2 separate regions of the Ovis aries genome follow, and region 1 is linked to region 2. A link is a contact called in public Hi-C data. All regions are on one chromosome and are shown on one strand. The core of a region is the stretch at or near the end of the contact, and the rest is flanking DNA. Distances in the headings are between cores, read along the strand shown. Region 1 holds the start of TACC3 (transforming acidic coiled-coil containing protein 3). Region 2 holds the start of NELFA (negative elongation factor complex member A).

What was found. A called contact is a pair of places that touch in the nucleus more often than the background predicts.
Region 1: a Hi-C map of muscle shows a contact between it and region 2, with 4 times the contacts expected there. The contact joins the promoter of TACC3 here to the promoter of NELFA in region 2. A contact is called at or near these places in 4 of 16 Hi-C or Micro-C datasets (hypothalamus, liver, muscle and 1 more).

Annotation. Positions count from the first base shown.
Region 1 is chr6:117,515,724-117,522,574 of ARS-UI_Ramb_v3.0, forward strand. TACC3 (transforming acidic coiled-coil containing protein 3) reads right to left here and starts at 5,562. Exons shown (of 15, transcript XM_042251751.1): 1 at 4,418-5,562; 2 at 3,821-3,983; 3 at 3,510-3,652; 4 at 1,252-2,142; 5 at 724-778; 6 at 449-593. The coding sequence starts at 4,521. It overlaps TMEM129 (transmembrane protein 129, E3 ubiquitin ligase), which reads left to right and starts at 3,944. Exons shown (of 4, transcript XM_042251752.1): 1 at 3,944-4,087. The coding sequence starts at 4,069.
Region 2 is chr6:117,305,530-117,312,529 of ARS-UI_Ramb_v3.0, forward strand. It overlaps NELFA (negative elongation factor complex member A), which reads left to right and starts at 2,200. Exons shown (of 11, transcript XM_027971311.3): 1 at 2,200-2,490. The coding sequence starts at 2,281.

The sequences.
Region 1 (6,851 bases), core at 4,312-6,811, 210 kb after region 2:
CGCGCTCCGGGCAGCTCATCCCCGAGGGCCAGAGCAGCAGTGGAAGGAGACGAGGCGCCATCCACAGCGGGGGCGCTGCTCGGCCAGGAGAGAAGCCCCGACTCACCCTGACCCGAGGCAAAGCGCCATCAACAGGAAGGGACACGTGACGCCAGGGCCCCTGGGGCAGAGGGAGGCTCCTCCCGGCTCCCAGCCCCGCTGGCACGGTGAGGACCCCACAGAGAGCCCCCCAGAGACCCTCGGCCCGTGCCCTGCCTGCCTCAGGCCTGGGGTCTTCACGGGACGGAGACCCGCGAGCTCTCCTGCCCTGAAAGGCCCTGGCTGCACTAAGGCGGCTCAGCCTGTCTCTGGGGGCAGGTGGCTCCCCCTCTCCAGGGACCTCGGTTCGTACAGCCCACCCGGCTCGGCGGCCTGCTGCCTCCCGCGCTGAGGACGGCCGACCACATACCCTCCGCGGGGTCCCGGAACTGCTCCCCACTCAGGTCCAGGGTGGGCTCCGGCTCGCTCTCGGTGGGGGGTGGGTGTGCAGTCTGTGGCTTGCTGCTTGGGCTGCTGAGGGGCGCCGACCCCCCTGAAGAGCCTGTGGTCCCCCCCTAAAAGGGACGTGGGGTCACTGCAGGGCTGGCCGAAACAAGGGGAGCAGGGCAGCAGGGGAGCAGCGTGCCCTCCCCACCAGCCTCCCTCTGCCAGCGGCGCCCGCAGGCGTGGTGGCTGCGCCCGTACCTCGCCCGCTGCTTCTGGCGTCCTCGTCCCGGGTGTGTCATCTGAGCACGCCGGCCTGAAGAGACGGGGTCAGCAGGGCCTGAGCCCACCCCCAGCTCCGAGCTGCTGGGGTCCTGCGACCCCTCCCCTAGAAGCCAGGCTCAGGGCCGCATCGGGGGCCCCACAAAGCCATCCCGCCCAACCTTGCCTGCACAAGAATCACGCTCCTCAGGAGTGGGCAGACAGCCCTGAGGTCGTTTCAACTCAAGTAAAAGCAAAAGGAAGTGAATCCTATGGCTGCTGGGAAATGGCAACAGAAGCCAGCCCGGGAGGCTGAGGCCCACGCTCAGCATCGAGCCCACCCCTGGGAGCGGGTGGTGGGAGGCCGAGGCGCAGACGGCCCTCCTGGACTACACGAGCACCCCACCTGTCCCCAGGGTGCCCGCAGTGAAGGGATGCTCCCCTGCTGGTCCCCAGGGCCCCCACCTGGGGGACACGCGACATCTCTGGTCTCACGCCTGCCCTGGAGGACCACCAGCCCGTGCTCACCGGCTCAGAGACAAGGCCTCTGCGGCCTGGCCGCTCTGCAGGTGCTCCGGGGGCCGGGCCTCTCCACTGTCTGTGGCCGGGTTACAGTCTGGGTCGTCCGGCTCATCCCTGCTCGGGCCGTCGGACTCACGGAGAGCGAGCTCGCAACCCTTGTCCGCCTCCAGGGGGGCCTTTCCGGGCCTCGCCTCTGGTCTCCTTGAGGGGGGCTTGAGACCCAGGACCTTCCCTCGTTTCCGCAGTGGGGGCGACCTTTTGCTGGTGGCATCGGAGAAGTCGAACTCCAGCTGGACGGGGCCACTCCTCAGAGAGCCAGCGGCCTGGCCACAGGCCTCCTCCGCCTGAGCACCGGGGCGTGTGGCCCCTGCAGCCTCTCTGGGGCCAGTCAGGGCCGTGTCCTCGCAGCCGGTGGCGTCCACGGAGCCCGCTGGGGCCGCCCCAGGCAGGCCCACGAGGGGTTTTTCTCCAGGGTGGGCACCAGAGGGCGAGGTGGGCCCAGTCGGGGGACCAGGGATCCCCTCCAAGTCTCCTTCCGTAGTGCTGAGTTGGTCCTCTGCCGCGTCCTGGGACGCCACCGTGGGGGGCTGTTCTGGAGCCGCGGGCCCGAAGGGCATGCTCTCCTCTGAGGGCCGAGGGTGGACGTGCTCCTCCTGGGTGCACTCAGGGCTGCCGGGCGCTGGTCCTCGGGAGGCCTCGGGGTTTTCAACACTCTCTGGTATCTGGGAAGAGTTTGAGGGGCCCAGGCTGACCAGGGGAGCTGAGGGGGGCCCACCAGGAGGCTGGTCTTCGGAGGCTGGTCTCATGCCCTCTGAAGGTGGCTCGGCGTTGACCAGTACTGGCTTCTGGAGAATTCCATGGGTCGTTTTGGTGTCTGTTTCCTTGGTGAACTGTTGACTTTTCAGAAAACAAACTTAGTTAACACTAACGGACCAGTTAGGACTTTAGTTAGATTTTAGTCCATGTGAAAACATTAACTAAATACAAAAATAAGAAGCATTGCGTCAACGCCCTCCTTGGGACCAGCTTTCACAAGAACATTCCCACAAGTCATTGCTGGCTGGCCCCGGAGACGCAGGGGACAAGAGCAGAAACCCGACCAACGGCGGTCAGAGCTGGGCTTCCCCGCAGCAGCCCATTTCCCCCTTCCGGCTGGGGACCGCTGTGTCATCAGGGAGAGTCAGTGCACGCGAGGCTCAGGCTCCCCACTGGCGAGGAAGGCCAGGTGGAGGCCGTGGCCTTCAGGAGAAGCAGGACCCCAGCTCCCTGCAGCTGGAGCGGCTCAGAGCTGGCGCCTCAGTAGCCTGGCCTCCCTCTCTGTGGGCTCTGATGAGCAGACAGTATTCGAGTCACTCTACTCTCATTCAGCTGAAGAGCAGTGAGGAGACCTGGGTGGAGGGGATTCAGGTGCGAGGAATTTCCACCCAAGGGGAGGTGGGAATGCAGCCCAGGGATGTCTTATGTGAGTGAGGTGAAGGGTGCTCTGGAGAGATTCTGCTTTTACACCTTTCTCTGCACATCTAAAGTCAGTTTAAAAGAAAAAGCAAGCTTTAAACCATGTAAGTCGATAAAAGTCAGAATGAGGCTGACTTTTATGCTAGTGAGGCCCCTTCCCACGCTGGATTCAGTGGGTCCCTTGGGGGCACTCAGTGGGTCCCTTGGGGGCACTCGCTGGGTAAATTCAGCCTAATTTGGGGTGAAGAGCTGCCACCAGGGTCCCCATCTCTAGAAAGAGGCAGGAAAGCCTGGGTGTTCACTGAGCTGACCGCCACACCCAGCCAAACACCTAATGGCAGGTGAGGCTGCAAAGACGCTCCTGCTGGTCAAAGTCAAGTGTTTCCAATCTGATTCATCAAACTGGATCACCCAACAGACAGCTCCTATGCCTTTAGCAACAAGGAATGTCCGTAAGCCCTCTCCCAGGCTTGCTGCTGAGCACAGGAGATTCCCCAAGAGTGCTAACACAGCTGCAGAGCACCCCCTTTGGAGAGTCCGCCAGGGCACTTCATGAAGTTAGAGGAACAGAAACCAATCCATCTGCTGGCAAGAGCCCAACAGAGGAGCTGAATGTGGAGTCTGTGCCTCCGCCGTCCCATCACTCACTTTTCCAGCAACAAACGGTTTCTGAGGTGCTTCGGGCCACGCAGGACACACAGCAGAGCCCAGGAGGAGCCTAACCGGGTGTGGCAGGCTCTGCGAACAGAGCTTTTCTGCTGAATCCCGGAGGCTTCCGACAGCAGCACGTCAGACAACCCCACACTTACTTCTCTTTCTGGGTGTAGATTTGATGGCAGTTTCCTAACCCAGTGGGGTCGCCCAGAGCAAAACAGGCTTCGAGCTTGCTGCCCACGCTGGGACTTAAGATCCTGTGTGTCTGTGGGTCCCGCAGAGGTGTCTGAAAAGTCACCTGTTGGGGAGAGAAGAGGGCACCTGCTCAATAATTCAAGTCTTTGACGCCCCTCGGGCAGCACCGTGCCCTGCCTGGGCAGCGCAGTAAGTTGCCAGGAAAGCAGGTGCCAGGGCGACCTCTCGTGGGACACACGGCGGATCGAATGCAGGGGCCCAGCGTGCTCACCTTCACAGCTTTGGCTGTGCTCTTCGGGGGCACATTCTCTTTCTGTGACAGACGGAGAACAGATGATCTTCCGGTAAGTTCCGGTGGTGAAAACAGGAAGTCGCAGTTTTCTGTACTTTTGTCACCAGTGACATTTCCGTCACTGAAGATATGCAGACTCATTCTGGAAAAGCGGGCAGTTGGGTGTCAGGCGGGCAGTGACGCTCATAGGCGACAGCGACAGGGCTGACCCATGGTGCTGCAGGGAGATGTCCCCCTTCGGCACAGGTGGGTCAGACCTCAGGCAGTGTGTCTTCTGCCAGGCAGTCCCCATCTTGCTCCAAGGGAGCTGCCACCTCCCAGGAGTAAGAGCCAGAGGAGCCTTCAGCTAATAGGGCAGGAGGGAAGGCTCAGGTGATTAAAACAACTTGAACTTTGTGGGTAAAAGTTCAGAGACAGATAAGGGCTGATCTGTGATGAAACTGAAGCGGCAGAGGAAGCCTGGGCCCCTCCATCAAGAGGAGCAGCCTCCCAGTTCGTGGACAGAAATGCAATAGGGCCCAGCAGCATGGCCGAGGAGGAGGTGGAGAAGGCAGCAGGCAGCAGGTGTGGAGTCACCTGTGGGGAGCTGAGTGTCTCCACCAGGGGCCTCCAATCAGGCCCAGGGGTTCCAGGGGAGTCTCATTCCTCCTTCCCGAGGCCCTCACGATGGTCAGTGGCATGGCACTCCCAACTGAGGAGTCACCAGAGGACTGGGCATTTGCCTCGTGGGGGCACTACAGGTACTCGCTGGCGGTGGGGACCCTGGGGACTGTGGTTGAGGAGGCCAGGTGGCTGAGGCACGGGAGAAAGGGTGGCTTTTAAAAGAGGGGAGGTCAGGGTGACAGGCCACCTCGAAGGGCTTGGGGGTAGGGGCTGCCTGTGGACGACAGGAGGGGTAGGAGGGAAGCGGGGAGGGGGGTGGGGGGTGGGGTCAGAGGCTCTGGCACTGGGCCAGGGGGCGTGGTCAGTCCCTCTTGGCATCGGGCTCACACACTGCGTCCGGAGACGGGAAAGATGAGCCTGAGCTAGGGGCCACTCACTCTTGAGGTTTAGCCTGAACACCTGGGTAAACAGGGGAGGGGGGCTGGATGGCTGCAGGACACAGGACGGAGAGCAGACAGGACGCCTTTTTGGCAGACCTCCTCCTTGCCCTGGGGAAAGTGGGAGAACAATGACTGCAGCCTTCCGGAGTTTGGCTTCTGCTAATGACGAGGGCTTCTGCTCAAGAGGAGGGGTCTTTTGAGAAGAGGAGGGCTGGCCGGGGAGGCGGGGAGGGACTGGCGACCTAGGGTGAGGGGGGTCTGCCGAATCAGGTGCGGCAGGAGTCGGCGATGGGTCCGGGTGGGGCTGGACCCAGAGGGGCGGGGATCGGGAGGCCAGCGCTGGGCGCAGGGCAGCGAGCGCGCGTGGACTCAGGCTCGGAATCACCGGGCGTCCCGGGAGGCGGGGGTGGGAGCCCATCTGCTCTGCTCCCGGTTGCGGCCGGGCCGGCGGAGTGAGGGACGGCGGGAGAACGGCCCAGACCGCGAGGAGGGCGGAGCCGGAGGCGGCATAGGCCCCGGTCTGGGGCGGGGAGGTCGCCAGCGCGGCAGGCAGACCCAGGCCGACAAAGCCCCAAGCCCCGGCAAGAGGCAGGACCGGAGCCCCGAGCCGGGCCCCCGCCGTCGCCCCCTTACCTGTCGGCCGCCGCGCGGAGCCCAGGGTGGGAGGTGCCGAGTTCCGGAGCCCCTCTGCCCGCCGCCGATTCAAATACCGACGGTTGGCGAGCGCGGCCAATCAGCGCGTGGCTGGGGCGGGGCGCGGGGCGCCGACAGCCAATGGGAGGCAGAACGCCAGCCCACGCCCACTAGGAGGTTTCGTTTCCGGGGCGAGGGCACGCTGGGCGCGGCGGTCGCCGGATTCCTCAGTAAAGGCGGTTCTCCTGACGCGCCTAGAGGGGAGGCCGCACGCGGGTGGACGGTGACTGCGGAGCCCGCCGTCTCCCAGGAATCCCGGGCTTTGGTGCGGACGCGCCTGAGCTGCGCGGAAATTAGGGCCCGAGAGCCTCTCCCCCGAGTCTCAGTTTCCCCAGCTGGCCAATGGGATCGAGTGCAGCGCCGCCCCCAAGCGGGTCGTGGGGGAAGAGCCAAACCCTCGCGAGAACTGTAGGGGCGGCTCGCGATGTGTGGGGGGGCGGGTGTCGAACGAGGGGCTCGAGAACTTCATTTCCCAAAATACTCCGCGGGACTCCATCTCCCAGAGCGCCCCGCGAGTGCCCCGAGGGCAGGGACTCCGTTTCCCAGAGCGCCCCGCGCCGCCGGGCGCCTACCGGACCCGGACGCTGTGGCCGGTTCGCTACGCTGGGTGGCGGGCCTCGCCGGGCCGGTTTCCCGGCGGCGACGGCGGCGCGATGGACAGCCCTGAGGTCACCTTCACGCTGGCCTACCTGGTGTTCGCCGTGTGCTTCGTGTTCACCCCGACCGAGTTCCACTCGGCCGGGCTCACGGTGCAGAACCTGCTGTCCGGCTGGCTGGGCAGCGAAGACGCCGCCTTCGTGCCCTATCACCTGCGCCGCACGGCCGCCACGCTGCTGTGCCACTCGCTGCTGCCCCTCGGTGAGCCGGGCGCCGACCTCCGGAACCCGGAGCGGGAGGGACGGGGGGCGGGGTCCCGTGCTGGAGAGCCGAGGCTGCGAGGGGAGCGCCCGTGTGCTCGGGGAAGTGCTGCCCCTTGCAGGTACCCGGCGGAGAGGCGAGCTCAGAACCCTGGGGAAGGGGGTGCTCTGCTCACTGGGGCAAGTGGTGAGCTGGCTCTCGGCGGACAGGTCAGGTATGAGTTAACTGATGCCCCTAGGGGTGGCCTGTTCCAATCTCTTTGGAAGGTGGGTGCGGGAAAGGCAGGCAGAGAGGGTGACGGCAGTCGAGTGTCATTTCCGCCTCCAGTAGATCTTCCTGACCCAGGGATCGAACCCGCATCTCCTGCATTGGCAGGCAGGATCTTTGCCACTGAACACTAGGGAAGGCCCCCACCC
Region 2 (7,000 bases), core at 950-3,449:
CAGTCTGCAGTGATTTTGGAGCGCCAAAAAACAAAGTCTGCCACTGTTTCCCCATCTAATTCCCATGAAATGATGGAACCAGATGCCATGATCTTCGTTTTCTGAATGTTGAGCCAACTTTTTCACTCTCCTCTTTCACTTTCATCAAGAGGCTTTTGAGTTCCTCTTCACTTTCTGCCATAAGGGTGGTATCATCTGCATATCTGAGGTTATTGATATTTCTCCCGGCAATCTTGATTCCAGCTTGTATTTCTTCCAGCCCAGCATTTCTCATGATGTACTCTGCATAGAAGTTAAATAAGCAGGGTGACAATACACAGCCTTGACGTACTCCTTTTCCTATTTGGAACCAGTCTGTTGTTCCATGTCCAGTCCTAACTGTTGCTTCCTGACCTGCATACAGATTTCTCAAGAGACGGGTCAGGTGGTCTGGTATTCCCATCTCTTTCAGAATTTTCCACAGTTTATTGTGATGCACACAGTCAAAGGCTTTGGCATAGTCAGTAAAGCAGAACTAGAAGTCAAATTTTAAGATCTGATGATTCCTGTTACAAAATTTGTCAGCAACAAAGATAACTTGAGATGATAAAACTCAAATAGGGCAGGACCCATGCAAACCTTTCTTCTGGTGCTCAGAGGCAGAGTCAAAGCTTCTAAGTAAATGTCAATGAAGGAAGAGCTTTTAGATGAACTCTTCAGGAGTAATCAGCTTCCCTCGTGGCTCACCTGGTAAAGAATCCGCCTGTAACGCAGGAGACCTGGGTTTATTCCTGGGTTGGGAAGATCCCCTGGAGAAGGGAAAGGCTACCCACTCCAGTATTCTGGCCTGGAGAATTCCACACAGTCCATGAGGTTGCAAAGAGTCGGACACGACCCAGCGACTTTCACACACACATACACTTTACGAGTAATTGTTTTAGGACTGCCTATTTGAAATGGTTTCTACAGACTTTCCGTAACTTGAAACAGCTAAAATAAGATGCTGGTGTGGACTGGAAAAAAAAGTACAACTTGAAAGTTATGTTTTATTTGGTAGACAAAACTGAGGACTTAAGTGCAGGACACAGCGTCTCAGCTAACCCTGAGACTGCTCCCGAGAGGTAAGGGAGAAGCCAGGATACACAGAAGTTTTGTAACAGAGACCAGGTAGCTGGAACATCTGGTGACTCAGCGGCAGTCCGCCCGCAATGCAGGCGACCCGGAGGCCAGCTGGCCCTGATGGGAAGGGTGTGATGGACCCGCCGACCTCTCCCCCCAGGGGTCTGGGTGAAGGGGCAAGGCTGGAGGCTGTGGCCCAGAGGGCAGAGTTGGGGCGCTTGGGCCACAGGGCCTCTTTCCGGCGGGGCGGGGCAGACGGAAGGCAAGTCTGCGCCGAGAGGAGCTCTCCCTCCCCGGGCCGCCCAGCCCGAGGTCCGGCCCGAGGCTGGCTGGCGCCTACGGGCGCTCAGAACCGCCGCCCTGAGCACCCACCAGGCAGGGCCGACTCCCTTTCAGATGGGCGCCCACCGCCTGGAAGGGCACCTACACTCGGGCCCCGGGGCTGCGCCCTGACGCTGGCCAGGGGCCCGCAGGCCGGCCGTGCGGCGCGCAGCGCTCTGCGCACCGGGCCCCGCGCCGCAGCGCGCGCCCGCCCGCCTCCCCGGGGCCGCCAGGGCGGAGGCTCGGGCAGGACAAGCTGCCCCCGCGTCCCCGGCAGCTGGGGCAGCGCCAGGCCCGCGGCGGGGGGCTCGCGCGCACGCGCTGGACGGGCGCGGGCTGGACCCCGGCCGCCCCGGCTGGGCGGAGACTCCCGGCCAGCACAGCCTCGCGCCGAGCGGCGCGGGACCCGGGTCGCGGCCGCCCTCGGGGGCCCGTCCCGCGGGGAGGGGGCCGGGCCGCGCGGCCGCGCCCGCCGGCCACTCCACAGCCCGGAGTAGCGACGCCGCCGCCGGGCCGCCGCGCCCACACCCGCATGACGTCATCTTCCGCGACCCGGGAGGCCCGGCCGCAGGCGCCGCCATGTTACCTTACGGCCGCCGCCGCGAGGACCTCGCGCCGCCACGAAGCTCCTCGTCGAGGCCCCGCCCTCCGGTGACGTCACGCGGCGCGCCGGGCGGGCGCCTTCCTGTTTCCTTACGGACGCCGGCCTGAGGACCTCGCGCCTCGCCGAGGCCCCGCCCCGCCGGCAACGTCACCGCGGCGCGCCGGGCGGGCGCCGCCATGTTGGGGGTCCTCGCCGCGGGCGCGTAGGTGTCCTCATAAGATGCCGGCTCGGCGGCGCTCGGCTTTTTTCCCCCCAAGATGGCGTCCATGCGGGAGAGCGACACGGGCCTGTGGCTGCACAACAAGCTGGGGGCCACGGACGAGCTGTGGGCGCCGCCCAGCATCGCGTCCCTGCTCACGGCCGCGGTCATCGACAACATCCGCCTCTGCTTCCACGGCCTCTCGTCGGCCGTGAAGCTCAAGCTGCTGCTCGGGACGCTGCACCTCCCGCGCCGCACGGTGGACGAGGTGAGGCGCGCGGCGGCGCGGACGCCAGAGCCCGGCCCTCGCGGCCCCTCGCGCGCCGCCGCCTCCGCCCTCCGCTCGCGGCCCTCGTGCCCCCGGCCCCGCGGGCCGCGCCCCCTGCTCGGCCCTGCGCGCGCGGAGGCCTCGGGGCGCCGGCCTCGGGCCTCCGCGTCCGGGGTCTCCGCCCGGCGGGGTCAGCTGGCGCGCCGGGCTCTCGCCACACACCCGTTCTTCGCTTCTTTCTCCTCAGTGGGTCTGGCCTCGTTTTTCTTCCTTCTTAACGGCACGTTATGTCACTTTTCGCGCAAAATAAGCTCCTCACGGCGCTGAGGCGCTGTCCTCGTTGCGCGCCCTCCAGCCCCGTCTCAGCGCCTCTCCCGCGCGCGTCGGCGGCGGCGGGTTCGTGTCCGGTCGTGGACGGAGCGTCTAACGCCCGGGTCAGCGCAGTCGCTCAGTCGCGTCCGACTCTCGGCCACCCCGCGGGCTGCGGCACCGCAGGCCCCCGCGTCCATCGCCCGCTCCGGGAGTTCACTCAGACTCCTGTCCCTCGAGTCGGTGGTGCCGTCCAGCCGTCTCAGCCCCTGTCGTCCCCTTCTCCTGCCTTCAGTCGTTCCCGGCATCAGGGTCTTTTCCAGTGAGTCACATCTTCGCGTACAGTTGGCCACAGTATCGGAGCTTCAGCATCTACCGTGCACAGGAATGCAGCTGATCCGCTTACCAGCCACACGGCAACCCGCCTGTCCTCACGCTGCCTAGGGAGCAGAAGAAGGCTGCGTCCGGAGCCCCCTTCCCCTCCGCCCGCTCCCTTGAGAGGGGACCGCTTCCCTGCTCTGCTTGGCGACGTGTGCGTTGGATGTGCCTTCTCCAGCCGTCCAGTTGGGTTTTCCCTGCTTTGAGCTGGACGTCGCGGTGTGGTGTGAGTTTTGTGTGAGGGGTGTGGGTGTGTCTGCCTGCTTCCGGTAACACCTTTGACAGATGCATCCGGCAGGCGGCCCCCGCCGTGGTTTAATGCTCACTGCTGGATCGCATTCGGTTCCCTTCCTATGCGGCTTCCCGCGTTGGTTCACTGTTCTTTCTAGTGAATTGTCTGTCCAAAAGTTGTTTTCCTCTTTGTGTTTTTTTTTCATCGTCTTATAGGCGCTTTTAAAAGCTATAGTTTATCTATGTGTTGGTGCAGCAGGTAGCTGCTAGGATCTTGATTCCCGTTCCTCCTGCGGTGGAAGCTTGGAGTGCTAACCACGACCCACAGGGAGTTCCCAGTTTGTAGGAGTATTTTTTTTAAATAAATTTTGTATAGTAATCTTTTTTTTCCACTTATTTATGTTACAAATGTCCTCCAGTTGTGTCTTGACTTAGCTGTCTTCGAAGAGTCTTTGGATCCCAGAAGCTCTTAGCTGTAACTAGGCAGCTGTACTCTTAGGATATGCTTGTTGGGGGGTCGCTCCCTGATGTCTGGTTGTGCCTTTCCCTTCTGCAGAGCATTTCTCTGGTGCAGAGCCCTCCAGGAACCTGGCCTAGGGTGGGTGGAAGTTTGCACCTCCCCCCTCAACCTATTTATTAACCATACTTGTCCTGAGTTCACGGGCAAACTTTAAGAAAAAGCCATTTGGGCTTAGGCCATTTTGCCATCTAAGCCTGGCCACAAAGTTTGCCCTTGAGCAGGTCTTAGTAATTAACGATCTTGAGGGAAGTGAGAGAAGGCAGGAGCAAAGGAAGAGCTCAGTCACGCAGCTGTGTCCGACTTTTTGGACCCCACGTGCAGCAGGCCAGGCTTCCCTGTCCCTCCCTGTCTCCCAGAGCTTGCTCAGACTCATCCATCCATCTCATCCTCTGTCGTCCCCTTCTCCTCCTGCCTTCAATCCTTCCCAGCATCAGGGTCTTTTCCAATGAGTCAGCTCTTCACATCAGGTGGCCAGAGTATTGGAGTTTCAGCTTCATCATCAATCTTTCCAATGAATATTCATGACTGATCTCTTTTAGGATGGACTGATTTGATCTCCTTGAAGTCCAAGGGACTCTCAAGAGTCTGCTCCAACACCACACTTCAAAACCATCAATTCTTTAGCACTCAGCCTTCTTTATGGTCCAACTCTCACATCCTCACAAGACCACTGGAAAAACCATAGCCTTGACTGTATGGACCTTTGTCAGCAAAATTATGTCTCTGCAGTCAGGAAGACATAGTTGCCATTAACCAGAGTCCTAGTTCTTCCCCAAGGGATATGCATAACAATCTGATACCTGTCTTTGAGTTCTGCAAGAACTAAGACCCCCACCCACGTAGAGGATGGAGTGATAATCTTGACTCCTGGGACTCAGTCAACTAAAGGTTGGACTCCCAACTGCCAAAAGCCCTTTCATGAATATGCAGGTAACCTCGCTCAGGGTAGCTTCCTCCTTACTTGCTGCAAGTAGTAAATCCCTCCTCCTCCCACTGTTTAGTTTGGTTGTGTCTTTTGGCTCAATGCCAACCAAGAGGTGAACCCAGTTTTGTTAACCGTTGTGGTAAGGGTAAACATAAATGAATATTGAATTTATCAAATGTTTTTTAATGTCTATTGACATATCGGTTGCCACATTTACGAAGTAGCATTAATTGCTAATCAACCTAGCTTCCCTGAGGTAAACCTAACTTGGTAATTTTATGTGTAGGACTATGTCACAACATTCAGAAAACTAAGATCATGGCATCTGGTCCCATCAGTTCATGGGAAATAGATGGGGAAACAGTGGCAGACTTTGTTTTTGAGGGCTCCAAAATCACAGCAGATGGTGATTGCCGCCATGAAATTAAAAAACGCTTACTCCTTGGAAGGAGGGTTATGACCAACCTCGATAGCATAGTAAAAAGCAAAGACATTACTTTGCCAACAAAGGTCCATCTAGTCAAGGCTATGGTTTTTCCTGTGGTCATGTATGGATGTGAGAGTTGGACCGTGAAGAAGGCTGAGCACTGAAGAATTGATACTTTTGAACTGTGCTGTTGGAGAAGACTCTTGAGAGTCCCTTGGACTGCAAGGAGATCCAACCAGTCCGTTCTAAAGGAGATCAGTCCTGGGTGTTCTTTGGAAGGACTGATGCTAAAGCTGAAACTCCAATACTTTGGCCACCTCATGCGAAGAGTTGACTCATTGGAAAAGACTCTGATGCTGGAAGGGATTGAGGGCCGGAGGAGAAGGGGGAGACAGAGGTGAGATGGCTGAAAGGCATCACGGACTCGATGGACGTGAGTCTGAGTGAACTCCGGGCGTTGGTGATGGACAGGGAGGCCTGGCGGGCTGCAGCTCATGGGGTCGCAAGAGTCGGACACGGCTGAGCGGCTGCGCTGGACTGAGCTGTCATCCTGATGGCTTCCCAGGTGCTGCCGTGGTGGAGAACCCGCCTGCCAGTACGGGAGACACGAGAGATGTGGGTTTGATTCCTGGGTTGGGCAGATCCCCTGGAGAAGGAAATGGCAACCCACGCCAGCGTGCTTGCCTGGAGAGCCCCATGGGCAGGGGAGCCTGGCGGCCACGATCCACGGGGCTGCAAAGAGTCGGACGTGGCTGGGCGCACGCACAGTGCAGCTTCTTGTCCTGGTGTTTTGTGTAGGAGTTTGTATCTGTGCTCATGGGTGAGAGTAACCTCTGGTTTTTCTTTCCCAGGCTGTCTTCGTTAGCTACTGGTATTGAATTTCTTCATAAATGCGGTGGTGATACGGCTTCTGTTTTCCTCTCTTTTAGAAGTTTTGTTTAATAGTGGAATTATTTCTTCCTAAATGTTTGGCAGAACTCAGTAATGAGCCAGCTGGGGACTGGATTTTCCCTGTGGGAAGATATTTGAGTGTTGGTGCTTGGCTTTATGTTCTTAACTTTTCTGGATACTGTGTATTCTCTAGTGGTTTGGCAGTTTGTATTAAAGCTTCGGCTTTCTTAGCATGAAGTGGGTGGCGGCCCTCTCTCGTCTTTTTCTCGTCAGAGGCGTGCGCACTGCGGCTTCCTCCCCCTGGCTTCCCCCTGGATTCATCTCATCAGATGTTTGTCGGCCTCAGAAGACTGCCAAGCATCACCTTTTGACTTTGTCCACTGTTCTGTTATCTGTCCACTGTCTGTTCGCTAATCTTGGTTATTTCTTTATTTTTAAGACTTGTTCACTCATGCATTTTAACCTGGCTGTGGTGGGTCCTGTTGCCGTGCTCGGGCTTTTTCTGGCCGCGTGGAGAGGCGGCTCCCCTCCGGGGTGGTGCCTGCGCTCGCTGCAGGCCCTCTCTTGTGTGGCCCACGGGTTCAGTCACCGCCCAGCACGAAGGGCCCTCTGGGACCAGGCATCGAGCTGGTGTCCGCTGCAAGGTGGGTTCTTAACCGCTCGACCCCCAGAGGAGCCCATGTTCACTAACTCTTGTGCTTTAATCGTTTTCCTCCTTTATTTGGTATTTATGTTGTTCCTTTTCTGATCTCTTAATGTAGATGTTGATCTCATTTTCCAGCCATTTCCCTTTTCTAAACTATTCATATTAAGTCAGATTTTTTTTCTC